4 separate regions of the Mus musculus genome follow, and all the other regions are linked to region 1. Evidence: chromatin contacts called from public HiChIP or PLAC-seq and promoter capture Hi-C data. All regions are on one chromosome and are shown on one strand. The core of a region is the stretch at or near the end of the contact, and the rest is flanking DNA. Distances in the headings are between cores, read along the strand shown. Region 1 holds the start of Tmem64 (transmembrane protein 64). Region 2 holds the start of Lrrc69 (leucine rich repeat containing 69). Region 3 overlaps Pip4p2 (phosphatidylinositol-4,5-bisphosphate 4-phosphatase 2). Region 4 overlaps Necab1 (N-terminal EF-hand calcium binding protein 1).

Region 1 (2,718 bases), core at 105-2,604:
TTTAGGAAACTCCAAGAACTTGGGGTCTACTGCTGTCTCCTCCTCCACTGTTAAAAACAAAAGCGATCCATGCTCCAATATAACCAGAAACCTGAATCTGAACCCTGCTGCATTTATGCAGGGCAGAGAGAAAGCTGGGGAAGTCAAGTCACAAAGCTTTATGGCTCAAGAGCTACCAAAGTACTTTTTTTTTATCAAACTCATACACAAACACACGCACGGGGGGGGGGGGGGGGGATAGTTCTTTATCAGGTCTTCCAAGGGGCTGTGTTATATGAATTTGTAGTGTAATTTTTTTCAGGGTGCCATAAAAATGTCAATGACTCTTCTGTCATACAGAGCGCCTCCTAGGGTGGTCACAAGGCCTCTAAAAGACAAATTTGGAGAGAGCACGAGAAGGAGGGGCCAGGGGGACCCCACTTACCGAAAACACTGCATTCTGAAGCCCAAAAGGTATGGGAGTCAGCCGGGCCAGCGCCACCACCTTCAGGCCGCTTCCTCCCTCCACGACGCGGATAACGGCGCTCAGCTTGTCGCTGTTCTGGATCCTGGCAGCCACCCAGGCGGTGAGTAGCCGCTTGCAGACCACATGAGCGATAAAGGTGCCAATGAGGACGCCCACCACCATGAGCCCCATGCCTAGCACGAAGCCGTACAGGTAGCCGGCCGCCACATTAAGCACGATGTAGCCCCAACCGCAGGGGAAGGAGACCACGATGAAGCCCACGACGAAGAGCAGGACACCGAGCAGCGAGTCGAGGCTCTCCACCCAGAGCAGGAGGTGCTGCAGGTAGCGGCGGACCAGGGCCAGGGAAGCGAAGCACAGGGCGGCCAGCACGCACACCAGCACGAGGCTCCGGCACCAACAGGTGCTGCCGAGGCAGCAGCAGCGCCAGTTTCTCACCTCGGCCACCCCGACCACCACGCCGCCGCCGCTCCCGGGGCCGCCTGCCAACGCCCCGGCCGGCGCCGGCAAGTCCGAGGCCGCGGGCAGACCGTGGCGCTCCAGATAGGCGCCGAGCAGGGCGCCCGAGGCCGCCGCCGCAGCAGCAGCCGCCGCCGCGCTGGCCCCGCCCCCGCGGGGAAGGCGGTCCTCCGAGCGGTCCCCTCCCGCTGTCCGCTCCGGTGCCCAGCGGCCCGGCTGCTCCACGACTCCCGTCCGACCGGCGTGCTGCAAGGCCCGGGGCAGCGTGTGGGGCAGGCTCCCACCGGGGTTCCGCATGCCTCGGCCTCAGCCGGCCAGTGTCTCCACTCCCGCCGCGTCCCCCCGCCTGCGGCCTTCCATGGCACCCCGCACGCCAGGCCTCGGCTCCCTGCGTCCTCTCGCGGGGAGGGAACGGCCGGAGAAGGGCGGCAGCGGCGGTCGAGACGCGGTCCCGCCGGGAGTCGGTCGAGTCTGGACCCCGCGCCCGCAGAGCCCGCCCCCTTGGGCCCGAGGGGCGGGGCACGCGCAGAGGGGGCGGAGACATAGCTGGGTGGTCGGTCACGCCCCCGTGACGCCCGGCTGGTGCTGCGGATGAGTGGCGAGGTACCCGCGTCTCTCAGGCAACGGAGGCCTCGGCTGCCCGGGGCAGAAGAGTGAGGCGGAGGGAGGCCACGGGAAGCGGAAAGGGGACCCGGGGCTGCGCGCTCTCAGCTTCCACGGGCGCGCGCGTGCCTGCGTGTCAAAGACCCTTGGCCGCAGCTGCTGGGACTCTTGCCAAGTGCCTCTCTTTGGCTTCTGATTGACCTTTCCTGCAAACCAGCAGTGGGGTGTCGCTCTCCCCCAAAAGCTGTCTGGCGACTTTAGGGGAGGAGTTCTTATCTGTTCGTAGGAGGATAATTGTACCATCCCAGAGAGCAAAGTCTCCCAGTGGCTTCTAGATAACTCGGTTGTTTAGGAGCCCAGGGAATTGGTTGTGAAGAGCCACTCTTCAGAGAATGTGCCTTCTAGACCCTAGTCCTTTCCTGAATGCCAAGCACTGTGCTGCGTAGAGTGGAAAAGATTCCTCAAAAGACCTTTATAAAAAGGGTTGCTGTTACCAGCCCTTTCACGAGCTATGTATAGACTTATGACTGACCCAGTGCTAGGAGAGCAAGGTAAGGAATCAAAGATGTTAGCTAGAGTTCTTATCTGAGATAGTAGATAGAAGAAAGCCATTGACTTAAGGAAAATATTACAACTATGTACAAATGAAGTTGATGCATCAGAGTTGAGATGTCCATGATATCCACCCAAAAGTGGCATTCCAGTGGATGTTTGAAAATAGGAATATGGCGTTGACATGAATTATCACTCCTAGAAATTTTGACATTGATACACAGGCAACCGTTAAGACCATGGTTATGGATGACTGAATAGTAGTAGGTGTACTAAATATTCCCTGTATTCTCTACTCGGTCATAGTAGGCTGACTTCTATGTCCAGGCCTCGTGTTTGGGTCAGTCTCCACGATATATTCTGCCAAGTGACTTGTGACTAGCTTTTAGATGCTTTAGGAACCTTCCAAAATCCTTTCTCTCTTTGCCATTGTCAATTATTGGTGTTCCACAGAGTGAAGAGTAAGAATCCCAGTTACTTCTTGATGGAAGTATATAAATGAGTGAGAAGAAAAACCACGGACATGTGAGAGTTATATTATCAGGGCACTGTGATATCATCACTTCTGACTGGTGTGAATGAGAATAAGTCTGAGAAATTAAACCTTGAGGCATCAATATGCTACTTGGACCTTGTGA
Region 2 (2,718 bases), core at 111-2,610, 470 kb after region 1:
TAGTATTAAAAACCTCTGTATGCCTGTTACTCAGCATCAATAATGTCAATAATTATCAACATTGTGTCCATCCTGCTGCTTCCCCTACGTCCTCCAGTTTCCATAAGCATTTCTAAATGTTGAATACATGTAAAACAAGTCCTATTGTTAATTACTATCATAACCAGCCCATCAATACATTTCTCTGACTGGTTGCTGTGTTTATTGAAATGAACAATCTGTCCAGGTGCACAGGTTGTATTTTGTCTTTTGCTATTATTTAATGCTCATTTTCAGAACAGTTTTTATTTTTCATCATGCAGTTGCTGAGACCTCATTTCACTTCTCCCTATAGAGCACTGCGTCTCAACCTGTGTATCAATCACTACCCCCTTGGAAATCCTGTCTCTAAAAATATTTACATTACGATTCATAACCGTAGAATAATTATAGTTATGAAGTAGAAATGAAAATAGTTGTATGGATGGGGTCACCACAGCATGAGGAGTGTATTACAGCCGCATAGGAGAGTTGAGAGCCGCTGCTGTAAAGCTTTCCATGTTACAGATTTGACTGAGGGTAACTTCAGCTCTCTGGGCCTCCCATTTCTGTATGTGTTGGTTAGCCTAAAGCTACTGTTAGATGTAGGGTTGGTTTTCTGCATGAGGTTTCCTCTGCACTCTGCTGCGCACCATCAGTTACTTTCATTGCACGTGATGCTTTCTGTTGTAAGTGGCTAAAACGGATTAGTGGGCTACTAACCTTAATCCTACCAACAGAGTTCCTGTATTTCATTAGAACTTGGAGAAATGATGAGTTTTCTAAGGCTTGTTAAAATTCATTTATTAGCTCCAATTTCTGTATGAATAAAAACTATGAACTATTTGAATATAGTGGCATGCAGTTTATATTACAATAGTGTAATAGATGCTTGATTCATTTCTCCCTTTATTAGTTTTTAGACTGAGCTGATGATGTCCCACCCACTCCAAGTATGATTAATGAGTTAGTCCCTCCTTTTATAAGATGCTGTTATGAACCCCAAGGCTTCAGTATTACTTCCCCCCCCCCCCCAGATGTTTAGCCTTCCTCATTTCAAACTGGAGGAAGAGTCCCAAAGCTGGCCCAGTTGCCTGATATGATCTCAGTATTTGATATTGTCCATGTGTCTGGCATGGATAAACCTGTTTCAGCATGCCCTGTCTTGTATGCTTCTGGTCCAACCTGCAGTGACTATTTCCCCCCTCTACTTAGGAAATCACCTACTACCTCCTAGCTTCATCATAATGGGGAGTGGTTTTGCATGTGTGACAGAACAATTCTGCGATTACATATTCTAAAGATATATAATAACTCTTCCTCCATAATGGTCACCTCTTCAAAAATCATGGCTGAAAGATTATTGGTAACAGCACTGAAGGGTGGCAAGAACACTAAGATCCTGACTTTGAATGGCAAGAGGATTACCAAGATGCCCTCGACACTGGAAAAACTACCTAATCTGAAGACTCTAGACCTTCAAAATAATTCCATCTCCAAAGTATGCCCAGAGCTAAGGACCTTGACCCAGGTGAGGAACCTCAGAGCTTTTGGGATTGAAGATAGAAAATAGATTAAAGTCGTAAGTGATGATGGAGCAGTGACACTTTAATATCTGGAGAATTAGCTCTCTGGAGACAATATGGAGTGCTGTTGGAGAGGGATGAGTAGCTGTTCTAGCTTAGGGCATTACACATGGCAGGAAAGATGTTGCAAGTTACTCCTGTGCCCTTTGGCCCACATCTGGAATGAGAATTAGATCTTTGCTCATCTTCCTTCAGGCTGTCATCTGGAAAGAGGTTGGAAGCCTGGGTCTAGTAGTAGTCTTTCTACCTTGGGGCTCACATCTGGAAGTAGGCTTTGAGGATTCAGGCAAGATTGTGCCCACCTCCCTAGGGGGACTGTCCCGAAGTCTTTACATATGGAATTAAGACACATTTAGAGTGTTGAGGAGGCATTTCCTAGAACTGGCTGGGACTTCAAGTGCAGAGGAGGGTTGATAGGAATAGGAAATGAAAGGAATTTCTCCCCCTAAAACAGCCTTTAGGAGATGGCTAATGTTTAAAATACAGAGTCCCCTTCTTAAAGAGAAGCAGGTGACATGGCTGAGTCCCAGATGCTTATGGTAAACGTTTCTGCCTGGTAATGTCTGACTGCAGCTGCTAAAAATCTTGAGGTTAAGTGGGCGCAAGGCAACAGTTTTACTTGTGTTGATTTCTTCACAGTCCGTACCGAAAGAGCCTTTAGACAACTCAGTCACTGCAACTTACTAAAAGTTAAAGAATAAATCTGTCATTTTCACACGGCCTCTTTTAACCTTTATGAAATCATAATATTCAATAGTAGTTAGTAGTAACTTGAAATGGTGTAGTTACAGCTATAAGATGGGAACTCACACTTCTCTAAAGGACAGATGATTTTCTGAGCTCTCACTGAAAACCATGAAGTGCTTTGCTTTCCTCTTTGAATTTGTTTCTGTTTGCATGTTGTTATAAGAAAACTCATTGCTTAAAGGCTTATACTAGAATTATCTTTTATGACACTTTCAGTTCCCATCCTCACTTCCATGTTTAGTTACTCTCAACTTACTCTTTGGCGTGTCCATTTCAGTTACTATCTTTCAAATTCCTATATAGTAAGCTTAGTTTCTGCACAGTTATCTTTTCAACTCAGCATGATGGCACACTTAGAGCTTTCAGT
Region 3 (2,718 bases), core at 152-2,651, 380 kb after region 1:
CCTAAGGCAGTTGAAAGACACTTCCTGAACTTTTGGCATCTCTCCCTCAGAATTTACCCAAAGGAAGCCTGCATTGACAGCTCTCTCCTCCCATAAGAGACCTGCAATTGTGGAAGTTTCAGCAGTTACTCCAGCAGCAATTAAGATTTCAATTTCTTCACTCCATCTCCTTTCACTTCTACAATAGTCAAAAATCACTAGAGCTGAACCTCAGGGAAATTTATAAATAAGTAAGGCTACTGTGATCTCAGAATTGCAGCTCACTATTAAGTAAGAAATTCCATTTTTTAAAGATTCTTGGTAGATACTTAAGCAATGAACATCTTCTCTGTGGAGTTATATTAAATAAAAGATCCTTTTTTTCTATGTATTTGCAGTCCTTAATTCTAAACAGCATTGTCGAACCTAAAAGGACTGTGCAACACATCAGAAGTAAAATCAGTCTGTGAGGACACTGGAAAGAAAGCCTTCCGACTATGAGACTGACCTGCTGCCTGCTCTGGCAGACAGGGGTCTAGCAAGGCTGTCCTCCGAGAGGCTCCACCCAGCAGCTGACAGATACAGACACCCACAGCTGAACAGTGGGTGGGGCATGGGGATTCTTAAGTAAGAATAGGAGGAAGAATTGCAGGTCCCAAAGAGGACAGGAACTCCACAAAAAACCAACAGAGTCAACTAACCTGGACTCTTGGGGTTCTCAGATCCTGAACCCCCAACCAAAGAACATACACAGGCTGGACCTAGGCCCCCTACAAATGTGTAGCAGATGTCCAGCTCAGTCTTCATGTGTTTCCCAAAGTGGAGCAGGGGCTATCCTAAAAGCTCTTGCCTGTCTGTGGGATATCTTCTAGCTGGGCTGCCTTCTCTGGCCTCAGTAGGAAAAGACGCCCCTAGCCTTGTAGAAACTGTACCAGAGGCGGAGGGGGATGGGAAGGGGGGGTATTTCCACTCTCTTAGAGGAGAAAAGGGAAAAGGGGAAGGGATTGTGGGATGGTGTAGCCTGGAGTGGGGGCAGTGATTGGGATATGAAGTGAATACATAGATAAAAGAAATAATAACAAGAGTAAAAAAGAAAGCCAACAACCTAGAGATGCTGACTGCTGAAGGGCTCTGTGATTCTGCCCCTCCTAAAACAGAAGTCACTTTCTAAAAGGCAAAGAGTTGGTGTGAGGGAAAAATGTACAGACGGGAGGTGATGGAAACAGTCGAGAACCTAATAGTGAAGGCTTCGGAAAAATCAGATCGGGGTATACTGAATAAGGAAGAGGAAAGAGTCAGGGGAGGCTGAACAGTATGAAGGAAAACAGACTCCTAAAAGAGACACAGCGAAAGTGGAGGGATCAAAGGACATAGAGCTGCTCAAGCAACACTTTAAAGGAAGTGGCACCACCCTGCAAACCCACAAGTGATCAGATTACAGTTTCCCATCACAAGCATCAGCATCGTCCATCTAGTCTGCGCCAGACAGTCTCTCCGTTTTGCTAATTCATCCTAGTGCATTAATCTGTGCTCCTTTTTGAGACACATGTCTGTATTCTAACGGTTGGCACTGCCTCGCTGGGCTGCTCGGCCCTCTACTGCCTCACTCACTCCTCTACGAGCCTCTTCAATGGCAATGCCTGCCCACTGAATTCACTTTCTTCACTCCTGCTCTCACTGTATCCAGCCCTTGACAAAGATGGATACATAACAGAAAAATGACATCACATTAAAGTCTGAGATGGTCTAGGATCCTATTACAGAAGGAGGGCCCCCGAGAAGAAGGCCAGCATTATTCTCTGCCCCTCACCCCGTTTCCACTTTCTTCACGGTCTTTGGGAGAATGTGGCTTAAAGACAAAGCCAGCTGAGCTCTGCTTTCAGGACCTCTGCTTTCAATGGCAACGCTCTCCATCCAGCTCAGTACAGAGAAGAGGAAATACCATTCTTAATTCCTCCCCTTCTCAGAATCAAAGAAATGGGTCTCCCAGAACCACGCCACTGTTAGAAGGAGGTATCTGGCACACATCAGATTAAGACAGTGTGTGTTAGTGACCAGGTCACCCTGAAATCTAAACACATGTTCAGTATTGTGCCTGTGGAGCTCTGTAGACACCCTCTGACACTACAAGCTGGCTGTAGGTGCTCTGTTAGTAGATGCTGGAGAAAACCTACCAAGACAGAAGAGAGAGGCTTTTTTTTTTGTCTCTTCTGTTTGCTTCCTATGAGCTTCCAAACTACCTGCTAGTTTTCTAAATGTCACCCTTGGAATACTCTGCCACCATGGCTAAAGCACTTTCCCATGGCAACCCTGAATCCCGTTTTCAGTCTTCAACTATCTACTTCACTGTGTAGGCCAAGTGCCAGCCAGCCTCGTTTAGGCAACAGTCTTTGTGCCAGGGGCTTGGTGGTCTTCAATCACCATATTTCAGGAGTACAGGGACCCCTGGCACTGCACAGCTTTAACAGTTTCAGCAGTGTGCTCCCTGGACCTAACCGTGATTGCTACATTGTTACCTCCTGGACACTTGAGACAAAGATGTTTACCTTTCAGTTATCTAATTAGCAAGTTTATACCTGGCTAACAATTCTATTAGTTTCTATTGAGTTGTTTCTGTATTCTGATAAGGTATTGACTAATATAGACACTGATAGGAGATACTTCAGGACAAGCAGGGCTAACTCAGAGCAGTGGTTGGATGAGCCTGGATTTATTTAAGCATCATGCTGAGCTCCCTGC
Region 4 (2,718 bases), core at 151-2,650, 270 kb after region 1:
CAAATAGTGAATGCATTCCAAAATTAGTGACACTTTCCTTAAATTTTCTCAGTTCTAATTTAATTTGCAATTCAAATTCCTCATAACACTGTAGAGGTCTTTGTTGTATATTAACCAGATAGACTAAAGTTTGTTTTCTAACTTTGGTTAGCTTTTTCTAATGTTATCTTTTGTCTCTACCTGAGTATTCTCTTTAATTGAAATTTTAAATTCTTCCCTTAAGGTCTGTGTCCACACTTCATATCTCTTATTATTATCCTGTTCCTTCAGTTCCTATATTCTTTTTTCAAGGTTCTGCCTCCATATTTTGATTTTTTTTCTTTATATTGCAATTCTGATAGTCTGCTCTTCATTTTATTTTGATTAATTTTAAAAGGTTATTCTTCAAGTCTTGCTTCCAATCCTCATTATTTTCTCTCTCCTGCTCAGTCTGCTCTGTGAGCTGCTGCATCCTTTGTTCTAGCATCTTTTCCAGCTCCTGTCTCCCACCTTCATTTTCAACTTTCTGTCTCTTATTCTGATCTATAATTTCCTCTGTCTTCAATTTTAGTGTTTCCTCTAGGCCACATTGCCAAGTCTTAAATTTCTCTTTCTGTTGTTCATGCTGCTCTATAATTTCCTGTATCTTCTGTTCTAAGCCCTGCTTCCATGATCTAAGCTTCTCTTTGTGTTGTAATTCTAATATTGCAGCATCTGCCTTAGTTTGATTTGCTAGCTTTAGTAAATTATCCTCTAGACTTTGCTTCCAAATTTTATCTCTATCTCCATGCTGTTCTGACCTGTGAATTGTCAAATTAGTTTTCCTAGTGTCTCTTCCAGCTCCTGTCTCTAACCTTCATTCTCCTCTTTCTGCTACTTATTGTGACCTATAAAATCCTGAACCTTTAGTTTTAGTGTTACTTGTAATCTCTTTTCTAAGGCAAGGAATTTTTTATCTAGGGCCCTGTCTTTTGAGAAGACATAGTAAATCAAGAGAATAAATATTGCAATACTGGTAAATGATAAGATGTCTAATTCCTTTCAATCCACACTGCTACATCCTAGATTGCTGCCTGAGCCATATATGGGGGGGTTGGAGGACAGTGAACTTTTATCTCAGGTTAGTTGAGCTCTAATCAATATGCTGGGCACCAATTTTTTTTCAGTAAATCTCCAACCCAGATAAGCCCTGGTAAAGAAAACACAACTCAATTAATATGAATACAAGCTGCATGCCTAGATTGGGCAGATCTACCACTACACTACTATATTCCCCATCTTTGAGATCCCTTATCACTTGTGGTTTCTCCAGGCCATGTACTTCTGCTCTGCTTTCCTTCCACCTCCTCCTGCTCCTCTGTCCTCTTCCCTTCCCTTTTTCTCCCCCAAACTTTTCAGCTCCACCTTCCCTTCTACTGCCCAATCACTGTCTCTAACTTTTATTTTACAAATTAAGCTGGGAGGAAGGTTCACAAGAAGTCACCTGTGTAAGTAATTCATGACTCATGAATTCAACCCCTCCTGGGAAAGCAGAATTAGCATCAAAATATAAGCAACATCAGGGCTATCCTGTTTGGGGAATAGATGTTAATAATTGTAATGTCCTCTTGGAGGATTTTTCCTTTGGTGAGTATGGAGTTTCCTTCTCTATCTCTTCTGATTAATTTTGATTGAAGTCTATTTTGTCGGATACTAAAATGGCTACAAGAGTTTATAATAGCTTGCTTCACAGGTCCATTTGCTTGGAATATCTTTTCCCATTTTTTTACAGGAGATGATGTCTATATTTGATTTTAAGATATATATCTTGGTTGCAGCAGAAGGATGGATCCTGTTTTCACATCCATTCTGTTAGTCTGTATTTTTTATTAGAAAATTGAGACCACTAATGTTGAGAGATATTAATGAACAGTGTTTGTTTATTCCATTTATATTGTTGTTGTGGTGTGTGTTGCCCTTCTTTTGATTTGCTGTTCAAGGATTATTTATTCCTTGTGTTTTCTTATAATTAACCTCTTTAGGTTGGAATTTTCCTTCTAGCACTTTCTGTAGGGCTGGAGTAGTAGATACTGCTTAATTTGGGTTTCTTTTCTTTTCTTTTCTTTTTTTTCATAGAATGCCTTTCTTTTCTCCATCTATGGTGATTAGAGTTTTGCTGGGTACGGTAGTCTCAGCTGGCATCTGCAGTCTTGCACAATTTGTAGAACATCTTACCTGTGGCCTTTTGGCTTTTAGAATTTCCATTGGGAAGTCAAATGTTATTGTAATTGCTTTATAATGCTGTTTGTTCTTTGTCCCTATCAGATTTTAATATTTTTCTTTGTTTATCACATTTAGTTGTTTGATTATTATGTGGTAAGGGGACTTTCGTTTTTGGTCCAGTCTATTTGGTGTTCTGTATGTTTCTTGTAGCTAATAGGTTTCTCTGCCAATATACTACACCAATTCTAGCCAAATCAAGAGTATGAAGACAGGTTTATTGAGTGGTAGCTCTCAGGTGAGTTCACTGATCTCATGGGTAGAAGTCAATGGAGTCTCATGCTGGGGCTAAAGCAAAGGGGTTTGTGAGCAAAGGAGTGAGCTGATGACATGTGAGCTAGGAGGTGGGATTGTGCCTAGCGTGATTTATAAACAGAAGCTGAGCCCCTGGGCAGGCATTCATGAGTGGGTTCCTGTAAACATGAAGGCAGGGAGAGATGACATGTTAGCCCTGAGTTTACTCCCTGCAGTAGGGCTGGA

The links. Promoter capture Hi-C pulls out the DNA fragments that hold promoters and counts their contacts. HiChIP or PLAC-seq counts read pairs in DNA pulled down with a chosen protein or histone mark.
Region 2: a promoter capture Hi-C map of the HPC-7 cell line shows a contact between it and region 1. The contact joins the promoter of Lrrc69 here to the promoter of Tmem64 in region 1. A contact is called at or near these places in 6 of 39 promoter capture datasets (the 3T3-L1 cell line, the HPC-7 cell line, cranial neural crest and 3 more) and 1 of 115 datasets of contacts at active chromatin or transcription factors (stem cell-derived neural progenitor cells).
Region 3: an H3K4me3 HiChIP or PLAC-seq map of stem cell-derived neural progenitor cells shows a contact between it and region 1, with 15 read pairs. The contact joins the enhancer-like site here to the promoter of Tmem64 in region 1. A contact is called at or near these places in 1 of 39 promoter capture datasets (cranial neural crest), 1 of 484 Hi-C or Micro-C datasets (rod photoreceptor), 4 of 115 datasets of contacts at active chromatin or transcription factors (the SCID.adh cell line, embryonic stem cells, memory CD8 T cells and 1 more) and 1 of 9 other capture datasets (pancreatic islet).
Region 4: a promoter capture Hi-C map of liver shows a contact between it and region 1, with 2.3 times the contacts expected there. The contact joins the enhancer-like site here to the promoter of Tmem64 in region 1. A contact is called at or near these places in 5 of 39 promoter capture datasets (the 3T3-L1 cell line, embryonic stem cells, frontonasal cranial neural crest and 2 more), 2 of 115 datasets of contacts at active chromatin or transcription factors (embryonic stem cells and fetal liver) and 1 of 9 other capture datasets (embryonic stem cells).

What each region holds. Positions count from the first base shown.
Region 1 is chr4:15,264,456-15,267,173 of GRCm38.p6, reverse strand. Tmem64 (transmembrane protein 64) reads right to left here and starts at 1,354. Exons shown (of 3, transcript NM_181401.3): 1 at 425-1,354. The coding sequence starts at 1,222. Gm51436 (a long non-coding RNA gene) reads right to left here and starts at 417. Exons shown (of 2, transcript XR_003955370.1): 1 at 1-417.
Region 2 is chr4:14,794,694-14,797,411 of GRCm38.p6, reverse strand. Lrrc69 (leucine rich repeat containing 69) reads left to right here and starts at 1,360. Exons shown (of 8, transcript NM_028499.2): 1 at 1,360-1,549. The coding sequence starts at 1,367.
Region 3 is chr4:14,880,779-14,883,496 of GRCm38.p6, reverse strand. The region is part of intron 1 of Pip4p2 (phosphatidylinositol-4,5-bisphosphate 4-phosphatase 2); the gene reads right to left. Among named protein-coding and RNA genes, the nearest start is that of Pip4p2, 18 kb to the right of the region's middle. Within about 2 kb of position 1,401, at least 128 of the 459 cell types and tissues checked have an H3K27ac peak or open chromatin away from gene starts, as enhancers often do. A contact at or near this core is called in the SCID.adh cell line, memory CD8 T cells and stem cell-derived neural progenitor cells, where this site is marked.
Region 4 is chr4:14,991,818-14,994,535 of GRCm38.p6, reverse strand. The region is part of intron 6 of Necab1 (N-terminal EF-hand calcium binding protein 1); the gene reads left to right. Among named protein-coding and RNA genes, the nearest start is that of Gm11844, 29 kb to the left of the region's middle. Within about 2 kb of position 1,400, at least 2 of the 459 cell types and tissues checked have an H3K27ac peak or open chromatin away from gene starts, as enhancers often do. A contact at or near this core is called in liver, where this site is marked.